Linked DNA regions of Gossypium hirsutum: region 2 is linked to region 1. The links are chromatin contacts, called in public Hi-C maps. All regions are on one chromosome and are shown on one strand. The core of a region is the stretch at or near the end of the contact, and the rest is flanking DNA. Distances in the headings are between cores, read along the strand shown. Region 1 holds the start of LOC107901168. Region 2 holds the start of LOC107901163 (probable glutamate carboxypeptidase LAMP1).

Region 1 (5,521 bases), core at 194-2,693:
ATTATGTTAATAAATGCTAAATATATTATACTCATAAATACTAAATCTTCTAGAAATAAGATATATTTTATTTAACTTGACTTGTAAGCAATCTCTTAGAATTTGGGTCACACAACTCTAATAGGGATTGTTCTAAAGAGAAAAATATAACGGAAAGAGATAAACAAAGAAGTTGAATAGAATTTTAATTTTTGGTAATAGTCACTCAACTTTGATTTCTTTTTCTGCCCAGTTAGGGTTTTTTTGGGGGTTGCTTAAATGACGACATAGGCTCCAATGTGATTGGTTAAATGCCACATCAATTTGCAGTTACGTCTGTAATGGAAAATGGTTAGTATGGCCGATTTGTTATTTTTTAAAAATTGAGAGACTATTTTATCATTGAGATCAAAGTTGAATGACTGTTGGTGTAATTTACCTTTAAATTAAATATTCATACTCTCAAAATTAAAAATAAAAACTCTCGTTTTTTCCCTTTCAAATTTTGTATTTCTCTTTGCAATTTTTTAATAAGTTAACATTGATATATTGACGTTGTTTTTTAATTGCACAAGCAACTTAAAAAATTGATAACATTTAAAAAAATTGATAATATTTATTTTTTAAATATTTTGTCATATATTTTTAGGACACTTGTCAATCCTTTGACTCTACTCGTAGAGTTTAAAAACTCTGCTAGTAATGTGTGAAATACGTTCTCTTTTTTAATTTAATATTCTATACATTTTATCAGTGAATATCTGAATTAAAAATAATCATATTACGATTATTTATAATAAAAATAAGCTTTTAAAATTTGGGATTCAAGTTTGAGGATCATTTGTATAAATAATGTGGGAGTAAATTGATTTTGAGTTTACGTTAATTTATTACGTTAATTATTCAACGATTATAATTATTGATTGTAATGTTAATTATTAATATAAATTTAGAGAAAATTATGCACTACAATATTTAGGTTTTTAGGGTAATTTCCATAGCCAATTTTTTTGATAAACAATTGTCACAATTAATCAAGTAATAATATTTTATATGAAATATATAATACCAATAGTAATCTACCTAATACATGAGCTGTTGTCAGCAAAACTGCTATAATAATATTAAATCTCAATTAATATAATGATTTTACCTAATATAATTATTATTAATTGTTAATTTAACGAATTTGAAAATCCAAAAAAAACTTAAATAGAACATGCCGTCATTTTAACGAAAGCGAAAGGCGAAGATTCGGATAATTTGGATCCTAAATGCAGCATCTTTTTAAAAAAAAAAAAAACAAAAATTCAGAAAAGCAAAAAAGAAAGAATGGGGGCACGTGACAGCTAGCATGTGGGTCCAAATAATCCTCTATGGCTCTATGCCTCTATGCAATCACCCAATCTCTGATTTTATTTTATTTTATTTTTTTATTTTCAGTTTTCGTTTAATTTTGTGAATAACGAAACCCATCTAACGGTCTCTCCCTCTTCTGTTTTTTTTTTTAATATCGTTTTATAGAATGCGATTTTCGTTACTATTTTTTTCATCATTAAAAAGGAAAAAAGAAAGAGGATTTATGAATGTGGTGGGTTAATCACCTTTCTTTTTTCTTTTGATTGTATTCGTAGTTATTAAAAAAAAAAAAGATTTACGCGCTCTCTTACTCTTACCGTCTGCTCTCTCTCTCTCTCTCTCTCTCTCTCTCTCTTATTTCCTTTCTCCCGGGGTTCCTCCGACGCACGACGGAGGGAGAGAAAGAAAGAGCCCACAACTTTCAAAAGTTGAATTTCTGGGGCTTTTTTAAATTTTCTTTTTTCTTGTGTGGTCGATTTTCAGTTTAGCTAGTTAGATAGGTTGGATTGAGAGGGAGGGAAGAGCAGAAGAAAATAAATAGAATAGAAATGTCAGCGGCATTGGACCCTGTCGATTGGCTTCTCTTCTCTCTCAGTAGAGCTTTCCGTAGTCCTCTTGCTGTTTTTGTTCAGATCCAGGTTTGTTCTTCTTTTCTCTTTCGAAACCATTTCCTTCCTTTGATTCCGCGTTACACGAAGTCTGATTTTTTGTATATTTTTCGCCTTTTCGGTGTTTGGATAGCTCTAGCGACTAGCATGTTGATTTTTTCCCCTTTCTTTAATCTGAGCTTCAAAAAAAAATAAAAATTAAACCTTATTTTACGTCTTTCCGCGGACATTAATTGGATGTTTGGTTAGTTTCTCAGCTTTGTATCTTATCTACAACTAGCTTTTTTATTTTAATCTAATTTTTAAGATTTAGAGTCTGCACCTTAAAAAGATTATGATTTCCTTTTACAATGAAGGCGCTGGCTTTTCATTACTATTGGATCTCGGTGGTTATGTCTAGAACTGAAAGCTAAATCTCTTTGATTTTTACTCTCTCTCTCTCTCTTTTTTATTTACCAGAAAAGAAAAGAGAGAAAAGAATACTGTTTGTGACATAATTGAAATGAAATGTTTGGAATTTGGTCAGAGTGGTGGCTGTTATGAAAATAGTTGGCAATGTATCTTGTAATGATTGCAAATTTTGTAATTTAAATACCTTGATTCTGCACCGATTATGTAATTTGTAGTATTGAGACAGCAAAGAGTTTTATTAAGCTCTGAATTGAGCTTTGTTTATTATAGGCTTATAGCATTAGAATCAAATGGAGTAGGAAGCTCCTTTTCCTAAATATGTTTTCTCTATATCACGGGACTTTTGTTTTAGTTTACTGATTTGTTTATGTTGTTTGAGGGAAGGATGACATGTCAGTTAATGTAACAAGGGTCGTCTCATTGGATGGCAAAGGAAATGAGTTTTTAACCAATAGTTTATAAAAAAGAAAAGCTATTGAAACATCCTTATTTTTATTAATTACCAATTACAACTTTTGAAGGAACTACAATGTTTGACAAATTCATGTTATCTATTCTGCTAGCTGATGTTCTTCTATTTTTAACTAGTGCCTTTCTTTTAACTTCACAATCATTCCATTTATCTACTTTATGAATACAGAACTTTGATTGTTATATATCAGTTGCCTCTCTTTATCTGCCCGTTTAAACTTCAAAAAGGTTACCAATCCGAATGCTTTGTATATGATGTAGGGATGTGTAATATGCTTGACTCTTGCTATTGGGTGGGCTTTTGCTGCTTATGTCAGGTACATGGTTTTAAGAGAATTTAAAAAAGCAGGCTGCTTGCTGCCATAACCATTCTATGTTGTCTTATGACCTAGAAACTTTCCTATTTCATTTATATATACCTGCATTCTTTGCCCTTTACAGGAACAGAGAGATCAATAGAATGAAGGATGCCATGAAATGTGGCAATAGCTTTGCTTTTTTGTGCCATGATATTAATGAACTTGAGCACTCTAATCAGGTCAATCTACCAAGAGTTACAGTCGTGATGCCTTTAAAAGGTTTTGGAGAACATAATCTGCACAACTGGAAGAGTCAGGTGAGTATTTTATGGTCTGGCTAACACTAAGCTTTAGGTGTCCTTTTAGTGCATTCTAAAGAAGCATGCATTTACCTATTCCTTGTCCACATTTTGTTCATCAGAAAATGGAAAACTGAACTAAATCTCTCTCCTTTATATTTTTTTTCATATTGCTCTGAGAATTTTCATGTTTGCAATAGGCAATTTTCTGAAGTATTTGTTTAATGTCAATGGAAGCAGATCACATCTCTCTATGGTGGTCCTCTAGAATTTCTTTTTGTGGTGGAAAGTACTGAAGATCCCGCTTACCATGCTGTATCTCGGTTAATAAGGGATTTTAAGGTATACTAAAATTTGCTTTCTGATTATATTGACAAAAAAGTCAAATAGTTTTTTTTTATTAATCTATATCCTTTATTCCCCTTTCACTGAAAACCCTGGGTACTCAATGCTTGCCCCTTGTTTCATGCAAGTGTTAGGGGGCATCATTTGAGTGTCTTCTCTGTGGCTTTACTTCTTGCCTTCCTGATTTCATTGCATGTTTTTCTGCGCAGGATGATGTTGATGCTAAAATCATTCTGGCTGGTTTGTCAACAACCTGTAGTCAGAAAATACATAACCAGCTGGTACATAATAACTTTACCAAATTGTTAAACAGATTTTGCAAATGATCTCGCCTTTTATTCTTGTATTAGTATTATGTTTAAACTATAAAATTGTCAGTCTCACTTGTACTCAGTGAAGAATTATGTTACTCCACAATTATTTAAAGTCTGTCCTTGTATGTTGTTAACATCTCTTTGCTAGAAGTGTATTCAACGTATTATGTCATTTGGTATTTCTTTTGAAGGTTGGGGTGGAAAGAATGCATAAAGATACCAAGTATGTATTATTTTTGGATGATGATGTTATGCTTCACCCTGGATCAATTGGAGCCCTCACTGCTGAGATGGAAAAGAATCCTGAGGTATGTTGCTCACAGCAATATACATTAAATCAAAATAATTAACTTTTTTTCTGAACTGTTGATCTCTTTTGTGGTATTCATGTTATTGGCAATGGCGTGCAGATATTTATTCAAACTGGATACCCTCTTGATTTACCGTCTGGAAGTTTAGGGAGTTACTGCATCTATGAATACCATATGGTATGATGCCATCTACGACTTATTTTCTCTTCCCAAGATTTTGTATATACCTGACCATATATTATTTTCGGATAACTTGAATTGTATTTATACAAGAGAGCAGTGAAAAACCAGCCATCAAAACAACAGTACAACAAGAAATAAAGCAATTAGTGACTAACACCTAAGTCAACCGTCCAATTATTTCATAAAATATGGATTTAATGGGGGAGTCAGGCACTAATAACTTTTTTGTATATGGTGTACTGTTTTGTTGTTGTCCTAATGTCAAAATCTATCAGCAACACCTGTAGATAAGTTGCACCTTTGATTGCTAGCTGAGCAACCCTGCTTTCCTCCCTAAATATTAAACACACATTAATTCGTGTACTCCTACTCATCAAATATTTTGTTTCTACAGCCTTGCTCTATGGGATTTGCCACCGGTGGGAAAACATTTTTTCTTTGGGGAGGGTGTATGATGGTAAGTAGCCCCCCCCCACCCCTATTGTTTTCAGTGCATCCTGTGCAAAATTGAAGGATTATTTCTGATTCTTCTAGATTGTTTTTCAGATGCACGCTGACGATTTTAGACGTGACAATTATGGTGTGGTCTCAGGACTTCGAGATGGTGGATACTCTGATGATATGACACTAGCTGCTATAGCGGGTAATCTAGTCTCTGTTAGCTGTTTTAGTATACTAATATATCTGTTGATATTAGAATTAAAGCTTTTTATACTCATAGACTTGCAGCCTTTAACTGCTCATGATTGTCTCTTCTCAGGAGCCCACAAGAGGCTTATTACGTCCCCTCCTGTAGCTGTTTTTCCTCATCCTCTTGCAAGTGATCTCAGTTTCTCTAGGTTTGTGAATTTTACCTGTTAAGCTGATCTATTATATGCAAATCCTTCTTGACTTGGACTTGTTGTCCAGGTACTGGAATTACTTGAGGAAGCAAACATTTGT
Region 2 (5,363 bases), core at 1,104-3,603, 150 kb before region 1:
GGATTGAACTCCAATGACACACTGACTATACTCAGAACTTCTTTTATTTTATTTCGTTTCTTCCATTTAGACTCGGCTACTATTGCTATTGTCCTTATATTGGTTTGGTTTAGCAGTTTTCAGATACCTGTTGTGCAGCTTGTTTGAGCAGATCATCAAGTTGTGGAGTTCCAGAAGCATGAAATCCTGCTCCAGATACCGCGCAGTCAACATTTAAGTATGCAACCGCCCTTGAAGCCAACAAGTCTCTGTTTTCTTCTACCCATTCTGTCGATCCTGTCTGGAAGTACTAGTCTGCTTATATTTCAGTTCAGAAAGAGGCAATAAAGACAGATGCATACGAGAGATAACCAGGCAAGACAGACCAAGCCATACTCCTCAGCATCCCAATTGCACAAAATAATTGTTCGTCGTGGTTTCCAACCACTTCTTTGTAGTTTCTGGAGTCTTTGTGCAACCTGCATGATGGGGAATTCAGCTGAAATGCACAATTTGTCCCGAGGGTGAAATCTCTGCTTTTAGCTTTGCCAAGTAGAAAGTGTGGGATGTAATGGGATTATAATCACCTCTAGCAGTGCTGCAGTACCACTGTTGGGATCAACAGCTCCAAATGTCCATGCATCACGATGATTGCCCAGAATGACGAACCTAGCAATAGGATATCATTATAAAACAAGTGCTCTTAATTATTCCAAAGTCTTCTTATCATTGGCTAGTCATAGTGTTTGCTTAGTCGATTGCTATATTCATTGGTGAATTAGGTTAAGTCCTAATAATAATAGTGAATATCCAACACAAATGTGAGTAATTCATATGCAGCAATGTCCATATATGTTTCTGAATTTACCGATCAGGCTCCTCCACTCCTTCAATAACACCCATGACGTTTTGAATTGTTGCTATGACTTGTTTCCCCTGAAAATCTCATTCAAGCAAACCAACCCATTATTGACCATTTAAGTTGTGGTTCATTTTGACAGGTTGACCTATCCGAATTCAAGTTCATCAATGCTTACATTGTACTCGAGATTCACAACTCCTGGTCCTGGTCCAACTCTGTAAGTTGGGGCATCTATGCTTCCCTGCCAATTATCTTTTGCAATTTGTCCACCAATTAACCTCAAGATTGTTTCACCATCCGCACCTGATATCGGCATCGATGGTATTAAAGGAACATCTCCACTGCTCTCCACCTCCTCAATTGACACCCTCTCACACCCTTCACTGCTAGCCCATCCAGGCGTAGTGGGGTCACCAGACCCATTATAGACTGTTCCCACCTGAATACCACTCGGCGGCATCCATTTGTCATCGGGAAACCACTTTGCATCACCTCCCCCACCTCCATAATCTTTCCTATCAGTATACACCAGTGCCCCAATAGCACCAGCTTCAAACGCATTCATCACAATGTCTCCCCTATAAATCTCTCCGTATCTCGCCAAAACCACAGTACCAGTAACGTTCACTCCCATTTCTTTCAATGTCCCGTAGTCCTCCACCCGCCCATAGTTCACATAAACCACTGGCCCGACAACCGAACCAGACTTGGCATATGCGTGGTTAGTAGGCAGCACTTCATCAGCCACATCTGCATAGGGATCACCCTCGTATATTTCCTGCTTGAGATCAAAAGTTATAGGCGGTTCTGAAGGAGAAGGTGTCAGAGTCAAGGAACGTGAATATGGGTAGGTTAATAAAACATCATAGGAGACGATATGTGCCTTGATGTTGCAGGCGGAGAGTGTTGAAAGAACATAGGATGCAGCCTCAGCGTTGGCTTGGGAGCCTGCAACATGTGGGCGGCGGGTGAGGGTGCGGAGGTGGTGAGATATGGAGGCATTATCGGACAGGGAACTGGATATAAACAGCGAGTGATAATATGATTTTGGAGGGGGAGAAAAGAGGAGAATAAAGAAAGAGGTGGCTATGGCTAGGAACGTGGCTCCGGTGGTTTTCAACATGGAAGCTTAATCGGTCTTCAATGCCTAATTCGTTTTGACTGTTGAGGTTCTATTTGGTTTTGCAATGATGGGTTGAGGAAGAAAATAGATTTAAACTACTAGATAATGATTGAATGAATGAAAATTGACATATATATGTATATATATTTATGATTTGCTGCTAACGAAGGATGATAAAATGGCAATGTTTTAGTAGCAGTGTTGGAAATTTCATATCGATATCCCTTTGTTTTTCTTGGTTTAATCTTTGGATTCTTAATTTTTGTTTTGTTGTTATGATTGGGAATGTAAGCCTAACCGTTTGATGATTCCAAACCCCATCCATTACAAAATACAAACATTGAGGTAGAAACTCTAACTCATTTGAGTTGGATTGTTTCTTCTTATCTTTCCCTAAGAGTAGCTAAGCTTGTATCCACTGATGTAGTAACGTCAACTACCAAAGGCAACTTGACATTTAGTTCATGGCAATTTTATTGATTAAATTAAGGGCTGTCTGAAAGTAGAAAGGGTAGTGTGGGTTTGGAACATTAGAACTCTTGGAAATTTGTACAGATATGATCACGGGCTTAGAGGAAGATGTCCCCTTTGGCTGCCCTTTTCCAGTTTTACAATTTACACTCAAAAAGCTTCTTTCTTTCACTCAATTTCTCTCTATATCCTCCCTCCCTGTTTTATTTTTTGAGTCAACGGGATAACTACTAATATTTTTTTTTTGGCTTCAATTCAAGAAACATGGGAGGTGGTCCTTCTGCCACGTGTCCTCCACCCTCAAATTGAATTCCAGAAATTCATCTCTATCCACTTCCAATGCTCTTTGACTTGTATGTTTGCTGGGCCTTTATATATATTATGTTTATTTTGGGCCTGCATCTGAATGCTCATTACTCATTTACCTTCTCTAACTTTAAAACTTAAATATCCATACTATTATTTAAATCTTTAATTAAATAAATATCACGAGTTAACTAGGCATCATCTCGATTTTAAAAATTAAAAAAATTATTTTTCATAATTAAAATAAATTATATTATTTAAGGATATTTTACGTTGAAAAAATTCAGTTTAGAAAATAATTTTGTTGCATGACAGAAAATTAATTTTTTTTCTAAAACCGAACTATTATGTTATTTATAGCAATAAACCCTTCACTAAATTTATACTTATATTTTGGGACAGGTGGTAAAGGAAGTTCCCAGCTTTCAACCAACGTGATCTTTTCCACTATTCTCACACCTACGCTTGCTTACAATGTAGGCTTTAATCACGAACCGATAAATACAATGAAAAATTTATTGATGCTAAAAGTCACTCTCTCAAGATTTAAAATTTATTTAGAGGAATAAATCTCACTAAATTTTGATAAAGTGTCAAAGCTTAATGTGGTGTGTCTTTTGACCTTGCCATTGGTCTCTATTTATAGAGGAAATCACAAGAATCTTAGTTGAACAAAAAAAAAACAAAACATTTTAATAGAAAAATACACCTACCCCTATTGAGAAAGACTGTGGGTGGCAACACCCTTGTTCCACCTATGGGATCTAGGGTTGCCGCTCATCATGTTACAATATGGGATTTTGGGCTCATATTGTATATTAGGTATAATTATATGTATTATCTAGTTTTTAAACCAACTCAATAATTTAATCAACCTAATAAACAAATTTCTATTCCCAACATATTATTTGTGTAAATAAATAAATTTAATTTATTTCCTAATTCAATTATTTTCTCAACCCAATTCTAACTTCATTAAAGTTATGATAACTTTTTTTGGGGTCGCAACGAAGGTATCCACTGACGGCACCATACCAAACCTCATGGTTAAATCATGACAACTTTACCATACTAGAATCTATGGCTAAATAAATTTAATTAACTTATTCAATAAAATTGTGATAACTAATTAATTTAATTTTCACTTTGAAATTTAATTATTTAATTACATTCAATTAAATAATAAATAATAATTCAAAGAAATTAATTTAATCTCTAAGTCATCTTTTGGCTTATAGCCGTGAAACACATTCACTACGAACATTGATACATACAATCCATTTCTCTAATTTGTTGTGTTCATTTATTTTCATCTCATTGATTCAAATACAAACCATCAGGTTATACTGAACTAGCGAAAGGACATATTGAACATATATAATTAGGACTCAAATAATTTGTAATTAAGTTTTGATCCTTTATCTATTGTTTGCAACATTATTTAGTCATGGAGTCATTCCACTAAAGTATCATAACTGAGCTCTTATTATTATATACCATTACGAAAACTACTTATCAAATGCTTGTCCAATGACACTGTCATATGTGTGTTACCCTCATAGGATATCCTTAATCTCTATGGGTTAAATTTGTTCACCCAGTATGATCTTATTTTATCTCATAGTAACCATTACATCTTCATTAAAAAATCAATTACTAACACATAGTAATTAAATCATTCGTCCTAAACAAATGAACCATGACCACATTACTTTTCCATCTATCATGTAATGTCAATGAGAGGATATTATTTATCCTTTATTGGGCTATGAATTCCATTATTGTAAGTGATGATATGTCATACAGAAGTCGTATACTCAACATACCAGCTTTCGGCTCTATTACCAATTGAACTCAAGCTTTCAGTACATCAATGTATACGTGTCACGCACACATAGTCCGTCACTTACTCAGGATTGAGGTAAGTCAAACTATGAATAAAATGTAGTTATTTAAGCATTTTAATATGGTAAAGTCATTATGACTTTACCATATTAATGGGATCAAAATACATATGTCGGCCTTAAAGTGACCTAAAAAAGGTCAGTAGGTGGATGGATCGTATGATAAGCACTCATTGTCGCATAAGCAAGCAAAGGAATTATTTTTGCCTAAAAGATTGGTGATTGATGAAAATCCTCAAATTGACGAGAACTAAAATTTCTTAGTTGTCAATTCACTTATTTGCCTAAAAGAGAGAGAACATGTTCAGGAATTATTTTTCTTTATAGAGTTCCGATTCAATACTTCTGTTTAAGTTAAGAATGATGCCCACACATTGTGTGATCTGTGAGTTAGATAATAGTGGAGAAGATCGAATTGATTAAAAGCAAAGATTGAAGTTTGAGATTAATCACTAAGTTTCACGGAGGTAACTTTGACTTGAATTTATGAGACCTTCAAATAATTTTTTTAGACGATTCTTGTCCCAAATCATATATCTTCGAGTCCTCTTTGAAAACAATTTTTTTAACCACTTGATTTTGAGGCCTGTAGCCCCAGATATGGTTACCTTCATAAAAGAGGGTAGTTCCCTACGGAAAGTTCGAGGTCAATCAAAATAAACTTCTCCAACTTGCCAAAGCGGATCAAAAAATAACTAGGTTGTAACACCCCTATACT

Evidence for each region. Hi-C and Micro-C count contacts between places; a contact is called where the count stands out from the background.
Region 2: a Hi-C map of leaf shows a contact between it and region 1, with 1.9 times the contacts expected there. The contact joins the promoter of LOC107901163 here to the promoter of LOC107901168 in region 1. A contact is called at or near these places in 4 of 34 Hi-C or Micro-C datasets (callus and leaf).

The regions. Positions count from the first base shown.
Region 1 is chrD06:12,181,345-12,186,865 of Gossypium_hirsutum_v2.1, reverse strand. It overlaps LOC107901168, which reads left to right and starts at 1,443. Exons shown (of 14, transcript XM_016827063.2): 1 at 1,443-1,976; 2 at 3,090-3,145; 3 at 3,270-3,444; 4 at 3,667-3,768; 5 at 3,981-4,052; 6 at 4,277-4,393; 7 at 4,496-4,573; 8 at 4,974-5,036; 9 at 5,126-5,222; 10 at 5,340-5,418; 11 at 5,489-5,521. The coding sequence starts at 1,887.
Region 2 is chrD06:12,328,644-12,334,006 of Gossypium_hirsutum_v2.1, reverse strand. It overlaps LOC107901163 (probable glutamate carboxypeptidase LAMP1), which reads right to left and starts at 2,353. Exons shown (of 12, transcript XM_016827057.2): 1 at 1,017-2,353; 2 at 848-915; 3 at 567-648; 4 at 366-458; 5 at 128-280. The coding sequence starts at 1,964.